2 separate regions of the Hordeum vulgare genome follow, and region 1 is linked to region 2. The links are chromatin contacts, called in public Hi-C maps. All regions are on one chromosome and are shown on one strand. Each heading gives the region's core, a stretch centred on a gene start, on an enhancer-like site or on the middle of the called end of the contact. The rest is flanking DNA. Distances are from core to core; before and after follow the strand shown.

Evidence for each region. A called contact is a pair of places that touch in the nucleus more often than the background predicts.
Region 1: a Hi-C map of seedling shows a contact between it and region 2, with 4 times the contacts expected there. The contact joins the promoter of LOC123444106 here to the promoter of LOC123444102 in region 2. A contact is called at or near these places in 2 of 6 Hi-C or Micro-C datasets (leaf and seedling) and 1 of 1 datasets of contacts at active chromatin or transcription factors (embryo).

The regions. Positions count from the first base shown.
Region 1 is chr3H:430,715,404-430,718,645 of MorexV3_pseudomolecules_assembly, reverse strand. It overlaps LOC123444106, which reads right to left and starts at 1,539. Exons shown (of 14, transcript XM_045120721.1): 1 at 1,351-1,539; 2 at 1,089-1,239; 3 at 893-993. The coding sequence starts at 1,419. It overlaps LOC123444105 (50S ribosomal protein L15), which reads left to right and starts at 1,625. Exons shown (of 4, transcript XM_045120718.1): 1 at 1,625-2,150. The coding sequence starts at 1,734.
Region 2 is chr3H:430,204,407-430,207,982 of MorexV3_pseudomolecules_assembly, reverse strand. LOC123444102 (two pore calcium channel protein 1) reads left to right here and starts at 2,113. Exons shown (of 24, transcript XM_045120716.1): 1 at 2,113-2,568; 2 at 3,555-3,576. The coding sequence starts at 2,389.

The sequences.
Region 1 (3,242 bases), core at 290-2,789, 510 kb before region 2:
ATTATGGATTGGGGGGATTTCAGAGTGCACAAGTTCTCAATCCTCAGGGCAGGGTACAAATATGAATATGTGAGAAAATACAGAACGTTAATAATTCAGGAAAATCTTAGCCATATTTGTATTTTATCAAATACAGTAGTCCAATAATATGGATAATACGGACCCTTGACACCCCTAATAAGTGTGAGGAACATTGGAAATAGGGTCATACATCGTGCCATGCACCACAGCCTAACATACTTAGAGATCAACCCAGAGGATGAATCGAGGATGTGAATACAGCATTAGTTTAAAACAATTGGAATGATCAAGCTGGAATAGTAAGAATATGAAACAGTTCGTCCTGCACCACATATAGAAGAAAATGTTTGTCGACAAAAAGATGATGCCTTATGATCTTGAAGGGAGTAAGAAGAACATGCTCAGACGTACAGCACTACAATAATTTGATTACACTGAACAGCAAACTCCAGATAGAATGGATTAGCTAGCTTCTATTTGCCAACAGTGATTGCAGTACCTAAATATCATGAAAGAGTAAAACACAGCCTCAGGACCCCGACCTAAATTTGCAAGTGCCCCACTCATCAAGTCTAGATCAGTAATCAAGATCAAGATGCATTGTGATTGTTTTAGGGCATGTTAATAATCCTTAGTGTAATACTCCCAGATATCTTAGTTACCCCATGTCATCGCCTCTAGACCATTGATCAATGTTGATATGGATCTGGAAACGAGGATCACAAGGCACAATTCGTAGGTGCACAAAATCTACAGTACCATCTGCTCCACACTGATTTCAGCATTCAGAGAATTATGGATGCTGTTCTGATCAATCCCAGATTTTAACAAGCAAGCGTGAACAAAATCAAGTGCGCATCCAAGTACGGACCTCTGGAATGTCCGCACGGATAACAGAGATAAACTTTGAGAAGCGCAGCCGGTGCAGGACATTGTTGAAGATGGTCAAGTAGAGCGTCATGGTCCTATCGCCTACAATCACAGAAAAATTAATGGAGTCACCGACTAGCAGGGCATCGAATCGAATCATCAAATCATATAGTCAAGGGATTTGCGTATGGGCTTGCCTCTGGGGCTGGGCGACGAGAAGGCCTGAACGCAGTTGTGCTGGATGAGGACGAGGAGAGAGTTCTTCACCTGCCCGGGCGGGAGGTTGAGACGGCGCACAATCTCCTGCAGCTGCAGCGCCCCCTGGCGGAGGAGGCAGTCGCACACCTTCTGCGGGAAGGGATCGGGCGGCGGGGGTTAGGGCTTCACACGCACGAGCACGCTGACACAATGTCAGTACCAGGGAACGACGGGAGGGTAGGAGGTGGACGGGGAACTTACTGCTACGAGGGGGCCGAAGTGGTCGGATATGAGGCCCGTGGCGAGGAGGATGCCGTGCTGCGACACCATGGCCGCCGGCGGCGAGGAGGCTCGGGATTTTTGGGATGCGTGTTGCGGCGGTGGCCTCGGCTCGGCTCGGCGCTGCGCGAGACGAGACTGTACTGCACTGCACGCGATCCTGAGCGTCCACTTTTCGGCCAGCGGCTCACGTGTTATGCCGCGGAAGCGGAACCGTCCATTCTAACCCTTTGATTCTGGATCCAACGGCTACGATGCTAGCCAGCAGTCAGCACTCAGCACCGTCCCAAGGAAAGACGGAAAGAACCCTAAACCCCCGGCGCACCCAGACCGGTGGAGGAAGCCGCCAGCGTACCACAGCCGCCATGTTGCGCCGCGCCTCCCAGCTCCTCCGCACCATCCCCGCCGCCGCCGTGCTCCCCCGCCGCCTCCCGCAACCGCACCCGGCCCCACCCGCCCGTCTCCTCCCCGCCCCTGGCCAGCCGTCGTACTTCTACGCCACCCAGTCAGCGGCGGCGCGGCCACCAAAGGCGTCGCGGCCACTGAGGACGGCGGGAAGCCTGCTGAGGCTCAACGACCTCCGCGACAACCCCGGCGCGACGCAGCAGAAGACGCGCAAGGGCCGCGGGATCGGCTCCGGGAAGGGCAAGACGGCGGGGCGCGGGCACAAGGGCCAGAAGGCGCGCGGCACCGCTCGGTTCGGCTTCGAGGGTGGCCAGACCCCGCTGCGCCGCCGTCTCCCCCGACGCGGCTTCAAGAACCGCTTCTCACTCACGTTCCAGGTCCCCTTCTTGCATTTCTGTTCATCTGCTTTCGTTGCAGCAATGCGTCATTTGCTGTTTGCGATCTAGGTTGTTTGATCACGAATCAACATTTCTTTCCTTGGTTTCCGTGTATGTGCTCTAGTTGTCATCCTCGAACGTTGCTTGATTCGATGACCGGAAGTTGCACGGGTCAACATTTCTGCACATAAGGTGTTTGATCTGTGTTCTGTGCACGTAGTTCACATATTTTGATATTACTACCGCTTATTCCGAGTGCTACCTTGATAAGGATTATGTTCCCTTCGTAGAAGCTCCTTAGTTAGAGGAAGGAATTTCTTACTGAGCTTGCTAGAGCCCTATCTGTAGTGGTAGCTCTTAGACGAGCTTCTAGATCATTTTGTTCCTCAGTGCACAACAGTAGAATCGTGTGTTAAAAATGGCAAAAGGCAGCACAAAAATGCCTTACTATGCATTCTGAAAAGTCTGGGATGGTGGATTTTTACCTAGCAACGGCCATTTGTAATGAACTTATGAGCTTTGGTAAAATGGGCATGCTGAGATAACATAGTATGCACTGATAAGACAGCAAGAGATTATGTTCATAGGCCAAGCTACAGTGAGGGCAGCACCAGCTTGCAGCTTTGGAAGACTTGGCTTGGGCGTCAACAATTTCAGTTATCTATCTTCTAGTCGGTAGAGTATGATATATGTGAGTAATGGTGGATCCATACCAAGTGCCAAGATACGTGGCTTTTGTATTGAATTGGTCACCAATCTTTGCTGTATAAGATAATTGGTGGGGTTGTGCTAACTTGTTGTAAGACCTGAGGTATTGTGCACTAATTGGGCAATGATTTTGGACATATATATTACTCCCTCTTATATTAGTTGACAGAGGGAGTACAGAATAAACTATTGATTGGACAAAATCTCTACTCTTGGTACTTGTTTGGGAAGGAAACCTAGGCTTATTATTAAAGTTTACAGATTATCTAATCTTTTAATGGATATATAAATTCATGTTAGTAAAGTGGTGGGCACTATTTCGTGCTGTGTTAGTATGCAAGAACAACGGAACCTTGTGTGTGTATGCAGGTTTCAAAGAAGTAT
Region 2 (3,576 bases), core at 864-3,363:
AGGGGCAGCGGGGCACACATGGAGGAGCTCCGACGAGCTTCGGCTGGAGTAGCTGCGGTCGGTGGCGGTCACCGGCGGGAGGCGGTCAGGTGCCAGCGAGAGGCGGGCTCGGGCGGTGCTGCGGGCTCCTGTGTGAGGCTCCCTTCGGTGCGGTAGCGGCTGCGTGGGCTGGCGAGGACCAGGCGCGGGGAGCTCGGCTCCCACGGGCTCGGTTGCAGGCGAGGAGCTCCTCTCTAGGAGCGGCGGCGACGAGCTCAGCCCGGATCAGGCCGGATCTGGGTTCCACGGACCCGCGCTGGAGGTGGGAGAGAGAGGCGGTTGGCTGTGGAGGCTGGGGTTGGTTGTGCATGGGTCGAGGAGGTAGCTAGGGTTAGGTCCAAAATGGTAGGGGTAGGTTGTTTAAATAGGAAAGGGAGCTAGGGATGGTTTTTTTTCTCCGATTTCGACCGTGCGATCGCAATCGTACGGTCCCAGTCGCGGAGTTTGGCCAGGATGGTTAGTGGGCTATGTAGGAGGGTTTGGGCTGAGAAGAGAGAGAGAGAGAGGTTTGCAGCCCGACACAAGTTTTTTAAACACCGGAAACATCAGACGTTTGACCGACTATAGTGTCGCTATACATTTAACTGTTCGGGTATTAAACGGACTCCGATTACGATGAAATTTGGCAAGCGGCCTCACTACATTAAATAAGATCGCACGACAACTTTCAATCCAATCCGAGAAAGTTTTATAAACACTTTTTAAAAGAAAATATTAATGGTGTCGCGAGCGCATGCGTGTGTGGTTGGTCCCCAAACGGTAAACGATAAAAACGAAGCGAACCAGCAACTATTAACAGATGCAAGTTTTTTGAAAAAATGACGACAACGAAGTGCCGATGCTATGCAGATGATGCGATGATGAATATGACAACCAAATAAATCACACGGCGATAATGGAATAAAAAAGAAATCTTCTAGAGCTTCGATTATGGGATGTTAGAGTGCCGTCCGTTTGGCACTTGATCGAGACATTCGTGATTGGATCGCGGCACAAATTATGATTGGATCGCGAAGACGTTCGACTACATCAATCGCGTTTCTCAATGCTTTCGCTTAGCGATCTACAAGGATATGTAGATGCACTCCCGTGTTGTAAATGTTGATCTTCATAGATTGATCTTGATGAGCGTAGAATTCTTTTGTTTTTCATGTAACGTTCTCCAATAATTTAACCTTGTTTTCTCATGTATGTTTCCCTAGTAGAAATGCTTGAGGACTTCAAGATAAGTATATCCATCATATCCTTAATTAAGATTATCTTTTATTTCTTATACATATTGTTTGTAAGAGTGAGTCTTGACATGAAGATACCTCATTCAAGGAGATATATGTGGTCCAATTCAACCACTATCAGGACCTTTTAGATATTTCATGGTGCTCATAGATGCATCTACCAGATGGTCACATGTATGTCTATTGTCCACACGAAATCATGCTTTTACCAAGCTAATTGCTCAAATTATTAAATTAAGAGCAAATTATCCTGAAAATAGGATAAAAACAATTCGAATGGACAATGCCGCTAAATTTTCTTCACGTGCATTCAATGACTATTGCATGGCTATGAGCATTCATTTAGAACACTCTGTGCCTTATGTCCATACTCAAAATGGTTTGGGTGAGTCTCTCATCAAAAGAGTAAAATTAGTTGCTCGACCACTATTACAGAATTGTAATTTACCAGCATCTTGTTGGGCGCATGCGGTATTACACGCAGCAGATCTAATACAAATCAGACCAACTGCATATCATACAACCTCCCCACTACAACTAGTACGTGGCACTCAGCCAAGTATTTCCCATCTGCGAAAATTCAGTTGCGCAGTATACATATTGTTTGCAAGAGTGAGTCTTGACATCAAGATACCTCATTCACACATGGTTTGATGCATATAGTCAAAATACACATGACTCACCTATAGCAGCCACGTCAGCAGGAGAACGGGCATGCAAAATTCTTCTCGACGATAATGTCCCGCAGACATCACCATCCGACCCCTAGCTGTGCCGAAAGCTACCCCCGCGCATACGACCTGTACGGCCGTCCACTGTCAAAGGCAAACACCAAACAGCGGCGTCCAGCAATGAGCTACCCTCGCTGGTGCCCCGTCTCCCTGCCTTGCTGTTGGTCCACGCGCTGATCCCAACGGGATTACGGGCGACCTGTGCTCCATATGCGGCAGCCAGTGGAGATAGCCGCGACGTGGTGAACACGATCCGTTCCGGTTACTTCTAATCGCACTCCCCCCATTTCCACACAACACCTGCTTAAACTAATCCACTTCGAGGTTCCAGTTCCAGTTCCTCTCGTAGCTTCAGATCTCCGCTTGCATCTCAGTCTAGCGGGATGAGCGAAGCGCAGGCGCCTCTCATCACCGAGGAGGCGGCGGAGCGCGGCCTGGCGTCCTCTGGCAGTCGCCGCCTCAGCGACGGGGGCGGCGGGCAGGGCTCCAGGAAGTACCGCAGGCGGTCGGACGCGCTAGCACATGGCGACCGTTACCAGAAGGCGGCCGCTCTCGTCGACCTCGTCGGTTCCCACTCCACCTCTCTCGTTGCCTCTCTCTCGCTCGCTGGTCCTCTGCTCCACTTGCTCTGTTTCGCTGAGCGAGCAGCTACGCTGTTTGCTGTAGACTGTAACTGGGAATTCAGATGCTCGAGCCTCGAGGGGCTTGTGGTGTTGGTTGTTGTGGCTGGCGACTGTGAGTAAGGTGGCGTAGGAATGGTGTTTGATGGATTGTCGGCCCTAGCTTAGCATGCTGATTTGGTGCCGAGGTCTACGTGGCCGCGGCTGTCGTGCGGAGATGGTTAGGAAGCAGAGGTGCTGCTTGATTTTATTTTTTTTGGGTTTGGGTCTCGGCTGGTTCGTGAGTGTTAGATGCTTATTGTCTATCTGATGAAGTGCCAAAAAATGTTACGGATTGATCTAGTATTTTACATTATGGTATTTGACATTGTATTCGAACTTATACAATGAAATAAGGGCCTTAGTACAGTAAGTCCCATTTTCTCTTGCAAGGAAATCAGGGTAACTGAATCTTAGCTAGGCTGCACTTATCAGACTATGTGACTATGTTTTCGAACCGGGCTTTCTCCCTTTCCATTACTTTCATAACGGAAATACAATGTTTTGAGACCAGGACCAGAAAGAGAGGGAAAGGGAAAAAAGCGAGTTCGGGACAATATCAGGAAACCCACCGTTCACGCCTGTCGTCAGGAACATGAACTGCGGGGCGAAAACCTGATATCATCCTAAACTACGCAACAAAGACCAAAAGTATTACACTACCATGAATCAGTACCACTACCAGGCACCCCACAACAACCACCACCAGACCAGGCTCACCAAAGAGCACAGAAATAAAACTATGTGACTATATTTACATAACCTTTCTTTCGGGAAGAATATTTGTTGGAGCTTCTATGGTGATGTTAAACGAATTGTTCATCTGTTAATTTCTTTGCATTGTTTGACTTACTCAAAAGTCTAATTAGCTATTACGATTATTTTGGCAGGCAGAAGATGGTGTAGGTATCC